Regions from separate parts of the Arabidopsis thaliana genome. Here region 2 is linked to region 1. The links are chromatin contacts, called in public ChIA-PET maps. All regions are on one chromosome and are shown on one strand. The core of a region is the stretch at or near the end of the contact, and the rest is flanking DNA. Distances in the headings are between cores, read along the strand shown.

What was found. ChIA-PET counts read pairs in DNA pulled down with a chosen protein or histone mark.
Region 2: a contact with region 1 is called in an H3K4me3 ChIA-PET map of shoot, with 10 read pairs. The contact joins the promoter of ZF3 here to the promoter of WPP1 in region 1. A contact is called at or near these places in 2 of 26 Hi-C or Micro-C datasets (root and vegetative nucleus), 1 of 2 datasets of contacts at active chromatin or transcription factors (shoot) and 1 of 3 other capture datasets (seedling).

The regions. Positions count from the first base shown.
Region 1 is chr5:17,286,953-17,293,252 of TAIR10.1, forward strand. WPP1 (WPP domain protein 1) reads right to left here and starts at 3,006. Exons shown (of 1, transcript NM_123673.3): 1 at 2,013-3,006. The coding sequence starts at 2,774. The coding sequence ends at 2,307. It overlaps AT5G43068, which reads left to right. Exons shown (of 1, transcript NM_001344469.1): 1 at 1-402. The coding sequence ends at 193. It overlaps CYCA3;1 (Cyclin A3;1), which reads left to right and starts at 6,000. Exons shown (of 7, transcript NM_123674.2): 1 at 6,000-6,300. The coding sequence starts at 6,275. It overlaps AT5G06465 (a long non-coding RNA gene), which reads right to left and starts at 185. Exons shown (of 1, transcript NR_142920.1): 1 at 1-185.
Region 2 is chr5:17,327,852-17,334,151 of TAIR10.1, forward strand. It overlaps ZF3 (zinc-finger protein 3), which reads right to left and starts at 3,795. Exons shown (of 1, transcript NM_123683.2): 1 at 3,094-3,795. The coding sequence starts at 3,780. The coding sequence ends at 3,199. It overlaps QWRF9 (QWRF motif protein (DUF566)), which reads left to right and starts at 1,424. Exons shown (of 7, transcript NM_123682.4): 1 at 1,424-1,729; 2 at 1,918-2,037; 3 at 2,274-2,390; 4 at 2,472-2,561; 5 at 2,656-2,763; 6 at 2,841-2,913; 7 at 3,184-3,501. The coding sequence starts at 1,424. The coding sequence ends at 2,885. AT5G43155 (QWRF motif protein) reads left to right here and starts at 609. Exons shown (of 2, transcript NM_001344475.1): 1 at 609-1,300; 2 at 1,365-1,389. The coding sequence starts at 609. The coding sequence ends at 1,389. It overlaps AT5G43175 (basic helix-loop-helix (bHLH) DNA-binding superfamily protein), which reads left to right and starts at 6,270. Exons shown (of 4, transcript NM_148080.2): 1 at 6,270-6,300.

The sequences.
Region 1 (6,300 bases), core at 1,756-4,255:
GGGGTCATCATTGATGTTTGAGAGAGTTGATTGCAGAGCTCTACGATCAAAGGCGTTGAGAGATATTAAAGGCCATGATCAATCGTCGGTGATCATGAAGGTGAAGAACAACTCGACAAGTCAACGTCCTTTGGGGAAGAGCTTTGCTTACCGGTTAGCGTCTGGGCCGAGCAGAAGAGGGCGTGGTCACTGATCAACAACTACCACCTTTGGTCGATAAGTGTAAATCGAAAGATTTGTTTCAGCCCGTCGAAAAGAAAAGAAAAGAAAAGTATTTTTCTTTCAGGCAAATAACTAATTAGTGTATTGTTTCATAGTTTTTAATATAGTCTTGATTTGTGAGCTTTTTCTATATAAATAGAAATATCCTTATGGAATGAGAGGGTTTGTAATTATTTACCAAAATTTGAGCGTAACCAACTAAGAGCATACTTGCCAAAAAAAAAAACAAGGATTAGCCTAAAGCATATAGCTTAATGCCACATAAACCAAGTCTGTAGAAGGTTTCCGAAGCATTGGATATTCCTTTTGCCTAGAAAAGTGTCCCGGATTTGGCCATCAATTTCACTTGAAGAATAGTTTTATTGATATTTAGTGGTGATATACATTAAAACTAATGTTAGAAATGTGATTTTTCAAGAAATAAAATATTTTTTTCTAGCTTTCAAGAAATAAAATATTTTTTTTTCTAGAAAAAATGTGAGTTAGACTTTTTAAAATTTCACAATTTGATATAGTTATATGTATAAATATTTAGACCTTGTGAGTTTTTTTTTCTTAGAACCATATATATGTGAATTTTGAACCCCATATCAAATAATGTGGTTTAAAATTTTGAGCTGACATAAAATTAATCACCTATCTGTTATACTAAATTGAATATCCTTACTTGCATTAGTTTTTTTGAAATTTAAAACGTTAATATAAATCATTAACTTTAACGATCATAATATATTTATTTGTCGAAAATATAAATCACCATTAATTTATTACGTTACAACTTACATGTATAGTGTTTGTTGATATGTAAGGTTTTCAATGACGTTTAAATAGATGAAATAATTTCGTTTCAAAAATAACAAATACAAACCATTTTTCATTACACTATATTCATATGATAAGAATAAATTTATTAAAGTTATGTTTAAATTAAGCACTTAAATATTATTATCATTGTTGTAGCTTTGGTGTGTGCGTTTATTCTAATTTTTTAGTAGAATAAGCTATAAGCAAAACCATTATGAAATACATGTCTTATTAAATTTTTCCTAAATGTTCGTTGAATATTATTGATGTTGTCTTTGGAAATGGAATCATCTTTTCTAGAGTTTAAGAAAGCACTCCCATAGATATATTGATTCTTTTAGTATTATCTTTCTAGTGACTTTGAATGAATGAATTTTGTCTAGCTTACTCCAAGCGGGAACCAAAAAAGGATTTGAATCCGGAACGGTAACTAAAGAACAAAAACAGTGGGGTTTAAAATTAAACTCTCGAATTCCAAGGCTCCAAAACCAATAAAGAGTAAAGACAAAGAAAGAGTCAGGAGGACATATCAAAGGCAGATTTCTGGTTCCAAGAAAAAAACTATTTGACTGCCCAATGCACATGAACAACTAAATTCCAGTTTTTGAATCCAAAAAAAAAAACTTTCAAATTTTGTAAAAGTTCATTAGTTGTAATCGCACTATGCTTCTAACCCAAAAGAATTAACGAAAGTAAGGGGAGATATGTTTTCATTGTCACAATAGTCACCTAAACCATAAAATTAAAACTACTTATCTTACAAAAATGTCTAGTTTCTCTAATGGTTTAGATTCATGTGATCTCGAATACCTAAACAAAAAATACTACGCATATGTCAAAATGAAGATGTATTTAACGAGTTGCTAACACTATTAAGAAAGCAAAATCAGCCAAATCCTTCCTTTTTGTTTAATATTCAAGCCTTGCTAATTACCATGATTAAGAAAGTGTAAAACCTTGCAATTAACAAGTAAATCACCATAATTCAAGAGTTTATTAAATCACAAGTTAACGAGTTAATTACCATATGATTAAGACAGATAATTATCCAAAAATTTTCTTTTACCATGATTAAGCAAGCGAAATCATCCCATTAACGAGTTAATTACCATGGAAATTAAAACGTCAAAACCAAATCAACCACAAAATCATATTAGTAACAGGTCCCAAATCCACAAGTTATACAACAAACAAAACTCTGAGATAGATAATCGCATACCAATCTAAAACAAATAAAAAGATAGTTAGAGATAAGAGAACAACACCATATTCAAGCCTCGTCAAGCTTCACTTGAATCAATCTTCGAATCAACAGCTGATTCAATTCCATCACCATCCTTCGGTGGAGGAGAAGCCACATTACTCTTAGCCTTAACAGATTCAAGCATACGTTTACTAATCTCTTTAGAATAAGCTTTAAGAATCTCGATCCCGTCGTCATCACCGAATACGGTGGCAGAAGCGATGGCGTAAGCTTCGTCTTCGATTGATTTCGCGACGGAGGAAGCTTCTTCGGATTCAAGAGATCCGAATCTCTTGGAGAGGATTGATTCGGTTGACAGTGTTTCGATCAGACGGTTAATCACGGCGTCGCGAGTTTTTTGAGTCGGTGGCCAGATTCTGAGGGAAATGGTTACCGGATTGGGATTCTTCTCCGTCTCCGTTGTTGGTAATGTGGTGGAGTTTTCGGTTTCTGAGATCGGCGGTGGAGAAGAGGTGGTGATCGACTCCGTTTCGGTTTCGGCCATTTTTTCTGAGTTTATTTGTTTGAAAGCTTTTTAGGGATTTTGAAATTTGTGGCAGTAATGTTGTGGTGGGTGGGTGATAACTGATAAGAGAGGTTTGGTACGGTGTCGTTTAAAGAATTGGGTGGTGCGTTACATTAAGCGTGATTTATTTTTAAAATGATCAGACCGATCGGTAACCAAAGTATATTCATGTGAAAAAAACCTTCGTAGTCACCCATTTTCAAAATTTTATGTTCAAAAAATCAAGACAAAACGTTTGAAAGATTGAATACATATTTAAATAGAGTTAGACACCTTGCCTTTGTCATACAGAGATGAAGAGCGTGGTTCATCATGTTGTACGATATTTGCAAGAAGAACTAGTATAAGATCTTAGTGATTTTAATTTGTTGTGGCAACCAAAACGTGACCTTGCTTTGTCATACCAAGATATAGAGCATTTTACGAGCAATGGCTCAAAGATTGGATGTAATATTAAGAAGTTCTTTGACTAGAGTGTGAAATGCAAACGATTATGAATCAAATTTAAATGTTGATGTATGAACACGGTATTGAGCACGGTTCAGGAATCAAATTCATATGTATTTGCTTTCCCCCAAGGTATTTTGATGCCTTATTTGATGGTCTTCAACCTTGCATTCGCCGTAATTTGTAAGGAAGATTAAAGGTTCTGTTCCTATCAAAAAAAGATTAAAGGTTCTAGCCTCACCTAGTTTGGTCTTGGACTTGAGCGTGACCCTGATGATATCATATTTTATTTTATTTTTGATATAGTTCTCTTATTTTTGTTCTGTTTCAAAACTGATTAGTAAAAGTCACATGGATAATCAGGAGTTTAGTATAAAGTTGTTTTCCAGAAATATCATTACCCAATATGCGGTTCTTCACTTTATTATCTGAGTCGTTAGTTACCAAAACCGGTTTCAAGTAAAATAGTTCTTCGATGTTGGTAAGAGTTTTCTGAAACTTTACCCTTTACTTTTAAAAATATAAAGTAATCATACAAAGTCAAAAATAATACACAATGTACCTCTTTTTCGCTACCGTAAAAAAAATATTATTAAAATGTCAAATTGAGGTTTCGCGGTGAAGAGTTCAACTCAATTTTTAAGAATTTAGAAAACCTAGTGTATATGATTGTAAAACATTTACGTTATATGTATAAATGTTATATTGCGTGTTATGTGTATTCAAGATCAACATGGAAGAACATGGAAGAATCACGGTGTTATGTGTCTTCAAAATCACTAAATTTATGATAATATAAGCCAAAACATGGAAGAATCACGGTGTTATGTACTCAAGATCACTGAATTTATGATAACATAAACCAGAACATGGGATGAACATGGAAGAATCACGGTGTTATGTGTACTCAAGATCGCTGAATTTATGATAGTATATGCTAGAAGATTTACGTTATTCTCTAATAGCTTCGAACTTTATGACATTAATAAACTAGTAGAATTTAATATGAATTGGTCAATAAAAATACATTATCTCTATAAAAATGAAATCTAGTTTACCAAACTTTTGAAAAGATTTAGTTTTATAAGGATAGGGAAAAAAAACAAATTTAGCTAAATTTTCTCAACCAATTTTCTATTAAATAGATTCTTTTCAGAATACAAATTTAAGAATTCTTAAATTTATTCCATAAAAATCTTTGTTTCTGTTGTAACATTTTTTATTTTTAGTGCTATAGATGTTTTTGTTTTTGTTTTCTTATTACGTCATATGATGGTGGTATTCAACTACATACAATCTGCAACAATTCCACGGTACAGTTCTCCCTGCAACACTCAGATTTTCTATGAATGGTTGTACATGTATGATATCCCTGCGATGGACAAACTCTCTCCGCAATAATCAGACCACTATGAACGGCTTTATCCACCAGGCAATGAGGCCATAAATATTTTTAACAGTTGCTTAGAATTGAAAATTTTCTTTTTTGGGTCTTGTTCAATCTCATTGGGCAAGACAAAACAAATTGTTGTGTTAAAAACATTGGGAAAATTCCCAAAAAAAAACCGAACTATTTAAAATCTGCCAGAAAACTACCTGAACTTTTTTCGTTGTCAGAAAAATACACAAACTAATTTTGAGTGAAAATAAAATACACGATCTATTTTTTTTTTCCAATTACCTCTCTTCACCGTAACGGACCGTTAACGACGTTAACCAAATCGTCAAACACTGTTAGTTTTATTTACAGAAAATTTCTGGAAAAAAACCTAACTTATTTAATATTTGCCAAAAAAATACATGAACTTTTTTGTTGTCATAAAAATACACAAACTAACTTAAATTGGAAATATAATACACGATCTATATTTATTTTTTCGATTTCCCTAACCAAATTGTCAAATATTGTTAATTTTATTTACAAAAATTCTTAAAAAAGCTTGACTATTAAAGCAATCCTCTAAAACCTTAAGATCTTGAGTAATATCAACCAAAATCATGTTATTGATGGGTATATTTTATCCTAAATTACTAAATTTTTTTAAAATATCTATCGTATATCTAGATTCGATGTAAGCAACAATAAATTAAAAAAAAAAATACTCCCTTTGTTAACGAAAGTTCTTCTTATTAATTTCTTCAGTTTATTATGGTTAATATCTGAAATGGATAGATGTGTTATATTAACACTAGGATTCAAAGAGGTTCAACATAGATTATGGGTTTATAAGGGGATAAAATCGGCTTTATCGCCACTCTTATTTACCACGTGTAAAGAAAATGAAAAAATATATTTTTATTTAGTTAACCTTTTGTAACCATTACGATAAAGTGAGTGAAATTGGAACACAAAACTACATCATGCTCTTTATTTCAACTTTAAACTAGTTTGTATATATTTCTGGCAGCGAAAAAAAGTTCGGGTATTATTTTGGCAAATATTAAATAAGTCGTGGTTTTTTCAGAAATTTTCTATAAATAAAATTGAAAATGTTAACCGATTTGGTTAACGCCGTTAACGGTCGTTACGGCGAAGGGAGGTAATCGGAAAAAAATAATAGATCGTGTTTTTTATTTTCAATCCAAATTAGTTTGTATATTTTTTTGACAACGAAAAAAGTTCAGGTAGTTTTCTGGCAGATTTTAAATAGTTCGGGTTTTTTTGGGAATATTTCCTAAAAACATTACTATTGGGCAAGACATATTGGGCCAATAAACAAGCCCATTGACAATTTGCATCATCATCTTCCTCGTTTACGAATTAGGTCTTCCTGTGATACCAAATTTAACATTTCCCGGTGAAAATTTCGAAGCTCAAAACTCTAATCAAAACATCGCGCCAACACAATTCAGCTTCATTTTTCAAAAAATCAAAACCTGTAAAGAATTCGGAAAAACCGCCAAAATCCAAACTTTATTCCAAAAAATCACAAAAATGTCTCTTCGCTTCTTCTCTTTTTCTCACCCTTCTCACTTCCATTCTCATCCACCTAATCTCGATCTCAATCCCTCTCTCTTGAATCCAATCAACCATGGCCGACGAAAAAGAGAACTGCGT
Region 2 (6,300 bases), core at 2,545-5,044, 42 kb after region 1:
AATTACATGGAAAATCTCAAAAGATCACAACAGAAGGTGGGATCCATATTAGTGACATAAGTGACAATGAAACTTTTCAAAATCTTGTATCATAAAAGAAGAGTTTGTTTATGATTTATTTATTTCATATCTCTTATTCAACTTATTTTATTTAAATAAATAATGCAAACTTGTCTTCTATTTATAGTATTTCATAATATTTGTTATTACCAGGAATGGATATGCATATTTGCACAGAAAATTGTAATCTTTATTTGCTCTTTATATTTTAAGGTTTGGTTTTGAGTTTTTTTTATAAAATAATTTCTTAAATTTCAATAAATAATACGCATACACAATTACGCATGTTAAGCCATATTAATTAATAAAGGAAAGAGACGACAGTTATACCCTCACAAAACTTAAACGTAATTATCTCCCCACCTTCCCCACTCTATTCTCAAGTTCGCCGGAGATTTATACTAACACTGCAAAATTCACTCACATTTCTACTAAAATCAAAACCCTAGTCTCGCCGGGAATCTCTCAAATCCGTAAAAATCTTCTCTATTCAATCTCTCCTTGCTCACATTCAATAACGAGGCAATGTTGATTTCTCAATGTCGGAGATGACAGCTGCAACAATTTCACCTTCTTTCAACGCAAACGTTAAACAGAACAAACCACCGTCGTTTCCATCGGAATCATCAAATCGCCGCCCAAAAACACGAGATGTAGCATCACGATACCTTGGCGGTACTTCTTCTTTCTTCCACCAATCATCACCGAAGAGATGTCAATCTCCGATCGTTACTCGACCGGTGACTCCGTCGTCTGTTGCTACTAATCGGCCGCAATCAACACCACGTCGTGAGTCTTTAGATCGACGAGAAGTTTCTAAAGCGGAGAGGATGTTGTTGACTTCTGGGAGAAGCTTGTTCGCGTCGTTTCAGGCGGATTCGTTTACTCCAGGAACATTAGAGAGGAGGAAGACGACTTCTTCGGCAACAATATCTAAGAGTGGTGGAGGTAAACAAGAGAAATTGAAACTCTCTGATCAATGGCCTAGGTCTCTGCAACCTAGTTGTTTAAGTAGTAGAAGTGTAGATTTCACTGATACTAGGAAGAAATTGATCGGATCTGGCAATGGTGTAGCTAGAGCTCTGCAGGATTCCATGGTTAGTAATAGACCGGTTTCGCGTGAGCGGATAACGAGTGTTGATTTGGAGACAGAGAGTGTTTCTTCTGGAAGCTCTAATGGAAGAGGGAAAATGTTACCAGCTCGTGGCAATGTGGTTAAGGCGAGAGTTTCGCAGGATCGGTTAGAGCCTAGCTCACATGGACTGAGGAAGATATCTGTGGATAGTTCTGTATTGTCCCCAAAGGAAGCCAATTGTTTCCAAAAAGTGAGCAGATTCGACCTGCTTCACCTAGTAAATTTGGTATGAATGCAGCTTTGTCAAGTCCGAGAGGAACTAGCATTGCTAGAGGTTTAAGCCCTTCGAGAGAGGTTGTTCCTCCAAGAGGGGTTAGTCCTTCAGATAGAATGAGTCCACTAAGAGTGAGAAGCTCACTGAGTAAAAACACGCCTTTGATTCCGCATTTTGCTGTGGATGGTAAAGAGAAGATCAGAGATAATGGGGTTGCTGATGCTCACTTGTTAAGGCTATTACACAGTAGGTTGCTGCAATGGCAATTTGCTAATGCACGAGCAAATGCTGTTATCTCTTCACAAAAGATGAGAGAGGAGGTTAGACCTTTTCTTCCTGAATGCTTTAGAATCTTGATTATTGATAGCACAACAGCTATTGGTTGTAGAAATCTGTCAGTTTCAGTCAAAACAATCTCGTACGTACATCTGTGTTGTGTTGAAAATTCGAATTTATTTATGTTAGTACAGGCTTGTCTCTGTCCAAGTGATTATATTTTTCATTGCAGAGAAGACTGTACAATGCATGGAGAAGTATCTCTAATCTGTATAATTCTGTCAGCATGAAAAGAATTGAAATGCAGCACCTGAAGCAGAATTTGAAACTGATATCTATCCTCAATATGCAGGTAAGTTAATCCGCTTTTGTTATTTATTGAACTGCCTTTAGCCCCTGTGCTCTTTTAGTAACACTATATAAGTTACTCTCAGTCTTCTGTTCTTCCCTTTTCTGTTCTTTCTTTTATATCTCTATTTCGGTTCCTTTGTATGCTCTGCTTATTACAGCATTGGGACCTCCTAAAAGCTTCATCTAATTGAATTTTACTTAGCCAGAAACTTAAATGTTTTTCATGCCTATGTATAGATGGGACATCTAGAAGAGTGGTTGGTTATTGATCGGAATTATATGGGTTCTTTGGTAGGAGCTGCTGAAGCTTTGAAAGGCAGCACCCTTTGTCTACCTGTTGATTGCGGGGCAATGGTTTGGCTATTCTACTCAAATTATTTTTTAGTTATGTGTTGGGAAAGCATGTGATCCTTGCTGATGATCATGTTATCGCAGGTAAATGTACAAAGTGTTAAGGATGCCATTTGTTCAGCAGTTGATGTTATGCAAGCAATGGCATCTTCCATATGCTTGTTGCTGCCAAAGGTGACTCTTCTTTTCTCTCGGATAATGTTTATGGCACAATCTTCTATTGCGTTTTATTCATATTGTATCTTCAAAGTGAAAGCCAATATCCCAGGTTGGGAAAATAAGTAGCTTGGCAGCAGAACTTGGCCGTGTGAATGCCAAGGACGAAGGGATGCTCGACGTGTGCCGGGACCTTCTAAACACAATCTCAGCTCTGCAGGTACAATATCTCAAATTCATTATAGATTTGTCTGCACTATACCTACAGTGTTGGGGATTAATCTCTAAACTATGCAGGTAACAGAATGCAGTTTGAGGACACAGGTTACACAGCTACAATAGTAAGGTGGCAAAGTTAACAAAACAGAGTGTAAGTAAGAAAGCTACTCATTATCGGCAATTTTGGAGTTATGAGAATGTAAGGAGATCATCTAATTCAAATAGAGAGGCCAAATTCACTTGATAGTTTAACAACCAAACAAAAGTCAGTTGTAAATATTTTCGATTCGGTTTTCTAATGAATTTAGTATGCTGTTACTTCAGAAACAAAGGAATTGAATCGTATTGTGTATTGGTAATAGAATCAACAAAACTGTTCCTTGAAATTGAAATTTGATATTTACATTTGATAAACTTCCAGGTCTTCAACAAAGACTTACTTCAGGCGAGGCTTCTTAGTCGCCATCGGACTCATCACTTCGTCGTCCGGCGAAAATCCCTGCACCGGTATAATATTAAGGTCAAATCCACGGTGGCTACTACTGCTGACGTGGCTAGTAGACCCCACACCTTCCGAGTTCGAAACGCCACCATCGTAGTGGCACCGCTTGTGGCCGCCGAGAGCTTGACCGGTGGCGAAAGATTTCCCGCAAACCGAACAAACGTGAGATTTCACGGCGGTGGATGGTGTCGATTTATCATTCTCTCCACCACCGTATAAGCTCCGGTGGCTCGCTTTATGACCGCCGAGAGCTTGGTAAGACGAAAACGTCTTGTAACAAACGCCACACTTATAACTCGGCTTCTCCGCAACCGTCACAGAGTCAAGATCGCCGCCATCCCGAGCAAGAAGCATGAGACAGAAAGCTAGATACTCTTCCTCAGTGAGACGGTGGTTATGATGAAGATCAGATCTCGAACGTTTGGATCGTTTCTTACATTTGGTCCACTGCTCAACGCCATTGAATCTTAAGGGATCCTCGACCAATCTTGGTGAATTAAGAGCTTCAAGCGCCATTGCTATAGAAAATTTAAAACCTAATTTGAGAGCAGAGAGATATATAGAAGAAGGTGAAGTATGGAGAAGAATCTTGAGAAGAGAGGAAGTTGCGTGAGAAAGAAGAGTGAGAGTGGGTGGCCAAATTGGCCATTCTAATTATTTTAAGTATTTAGTTGAAACGAAATATGTGCTGAGCAAGTTGTTTGTTGTAAGTTGTAACGAAAGTGAATGTATAATTAAAATATTATTTCAACATTTGGTGAGAGTGGAATATATTAATTTTGGCACGTTTTGTGGGGGAGAGAAATGTTACACAAGTCGGGCTATATACTCTTCTTCTGACTAGTTGAGAGTTGACATTTGAATCCAACTACACACAATAATGATTGATTCTTTAAAACTAATAAAAACCTTGTCTCTAAACTTAGGCCGTATTTTACAATTAATATTCATCTAGCTTTTCATTTATGTTTTAACACTTTGCTTATATATGTAGTTATTTATTTAAGTGTAGGTTTGTTGTACCTTTGGGAATTTCTGAACAAACCCAATAGCATTCATTACTTGGTCCAAACATTTGAAAACGGAGGCAATGTGTGTAGATTAAGATTATAATGAGGAAACCTTGAATATAAAAGATGATTGGATGTTTCGGTAGAGAACTCATGACAACAAGAAACAAAGAGCTTATAACTTAATTCCCACAGCCCATTGCAACCAAGAATCATGAAATTTTCTTTATTGGTTTTAATTCAAATGCGTGAATGTCTAGAGTTGAAGTTACACTAAATTGGATTCAACAACTTGTGTCATGATACGGTATAAGAGTTTTGGTTTAATGGTCTTCTCTTTAGTATAAGGTTTTGGGACTTTTCTTTTAAAGTTAGGATTATGGGTGCTTTTTTCACGTTTAGGTTAGAATCTAAGTTGTATCATTTTTACTAGCTATTTACGTTATAATATAGATTGTATAATTACTTATATAATTAGGTCTTTATGCTAACTAAAAAATAATTTCCAACAATTAATTAACCTAATTCTCTAAGAGTAACCTATCTCTCTCTCTTTTCTCACATTACGAGATCTAAAAGACACATCATGTTAGATGCCTAAAAACGAAAAGCCTAATGAAGTGTAATGATTCTTAGGCTTGCTGCAACTAACGAGTTTAAGACAAGCTACCGAAGCAGATATACCAGCAAAGTTTGGTGGCCTGAGCAACGATGACCTTCGTAAACTCTTGAAAAACATATGGGTCATGCATGTGCTTTCACGAATATAATGTGTGCATATATCTCTAAACCTTTAGTTTTTCCTTTCACAAGCGGAAGGGGGACCTTTTGGGTTATGTTGCAATGGGAGAATCGTCGGTAACAGATTATGCATGGTTGAATCATCAATAGCTTAACAACATCTAGTATAAACTTGTGTGTAATCTTTAGAAAGAAAAAACTTTATAATTAATCTAGTAACGGGATGTTGAAAAAATAGATCTAACAACCAATGAATAGCTAATCGGTGAGATTAATGCATTGTACCTTAACTCAAACTTAGAGACAAGAATACATTTCCGAGCTGTGTTTCTTTGTTTTTATTATGGACAATGACTTTTGACTTATTAAATTTTATCTGTCTCTGTAAGGGTGATCTTAAGACAAGCAAACGAGTGTGAATCTGATCTTGTCGGAATCTCAAATTATTCCGTGCCGTCCTTTGGTCTTCTACTATTACTTTGTTCATTATCTTTTAACAATATGTATTATAGGAATTTGAATCAAGCTAATTAGACAACGACCACATTAGCATGCAGATACATATTCTAGTCACGAGTAAATTGTTGTTTAGACTAAAAAGTAGCTCGTCTATATTGTTTATCATCATCTTTAATTACGTATTCAATTCTTATTGGGTTAATTAGATTCGATTTGTAGTTAGAATATTTTTTTAAAAAATTAGTTAGTAAAAATGTTGGGTTGTGAATTCACTTTTTTTGGACTCGCTATGTGATCCGACACTCGGACATTAACGATAATATCTACATGTCTACAGTTTAATTAGTTTAAGCGAATCGTGAATTTTTTTCTTATTGGATGGATCGACACTCCGAACCCCAACGTAAGATCATCCATGTTTTGCGGAAAAAGAGAAATTATTCACATCTGGATTATAGTATTTCATTGACTATTTATTTTCCCAAACGTTAGAAAACTAACAAAACAAGTTCATTGTCACAGGACATTTTTGTACATAACGTGCATTGGGGGCGCCCCATATATTCTTTCTTTACTCTATTTGTGATTGTGTGTACATTAAAATGTTTAACATTCATTGAAAAACATGAATCCTTCTATATATATATAGAATATACTAACATTAATGTACTCGTCATGCAATGGAGTGGCATAACCTCTTTGACTCTGTCTAAACTTGGCTTTTACCGACCCCACAAGTTGACTAATCGTAGTTGAGCATGGTAGGTTAAGAACATTAAGACTTGTTCAAGATACAATGAGATTTTAAAACCCTGATTTTATAATC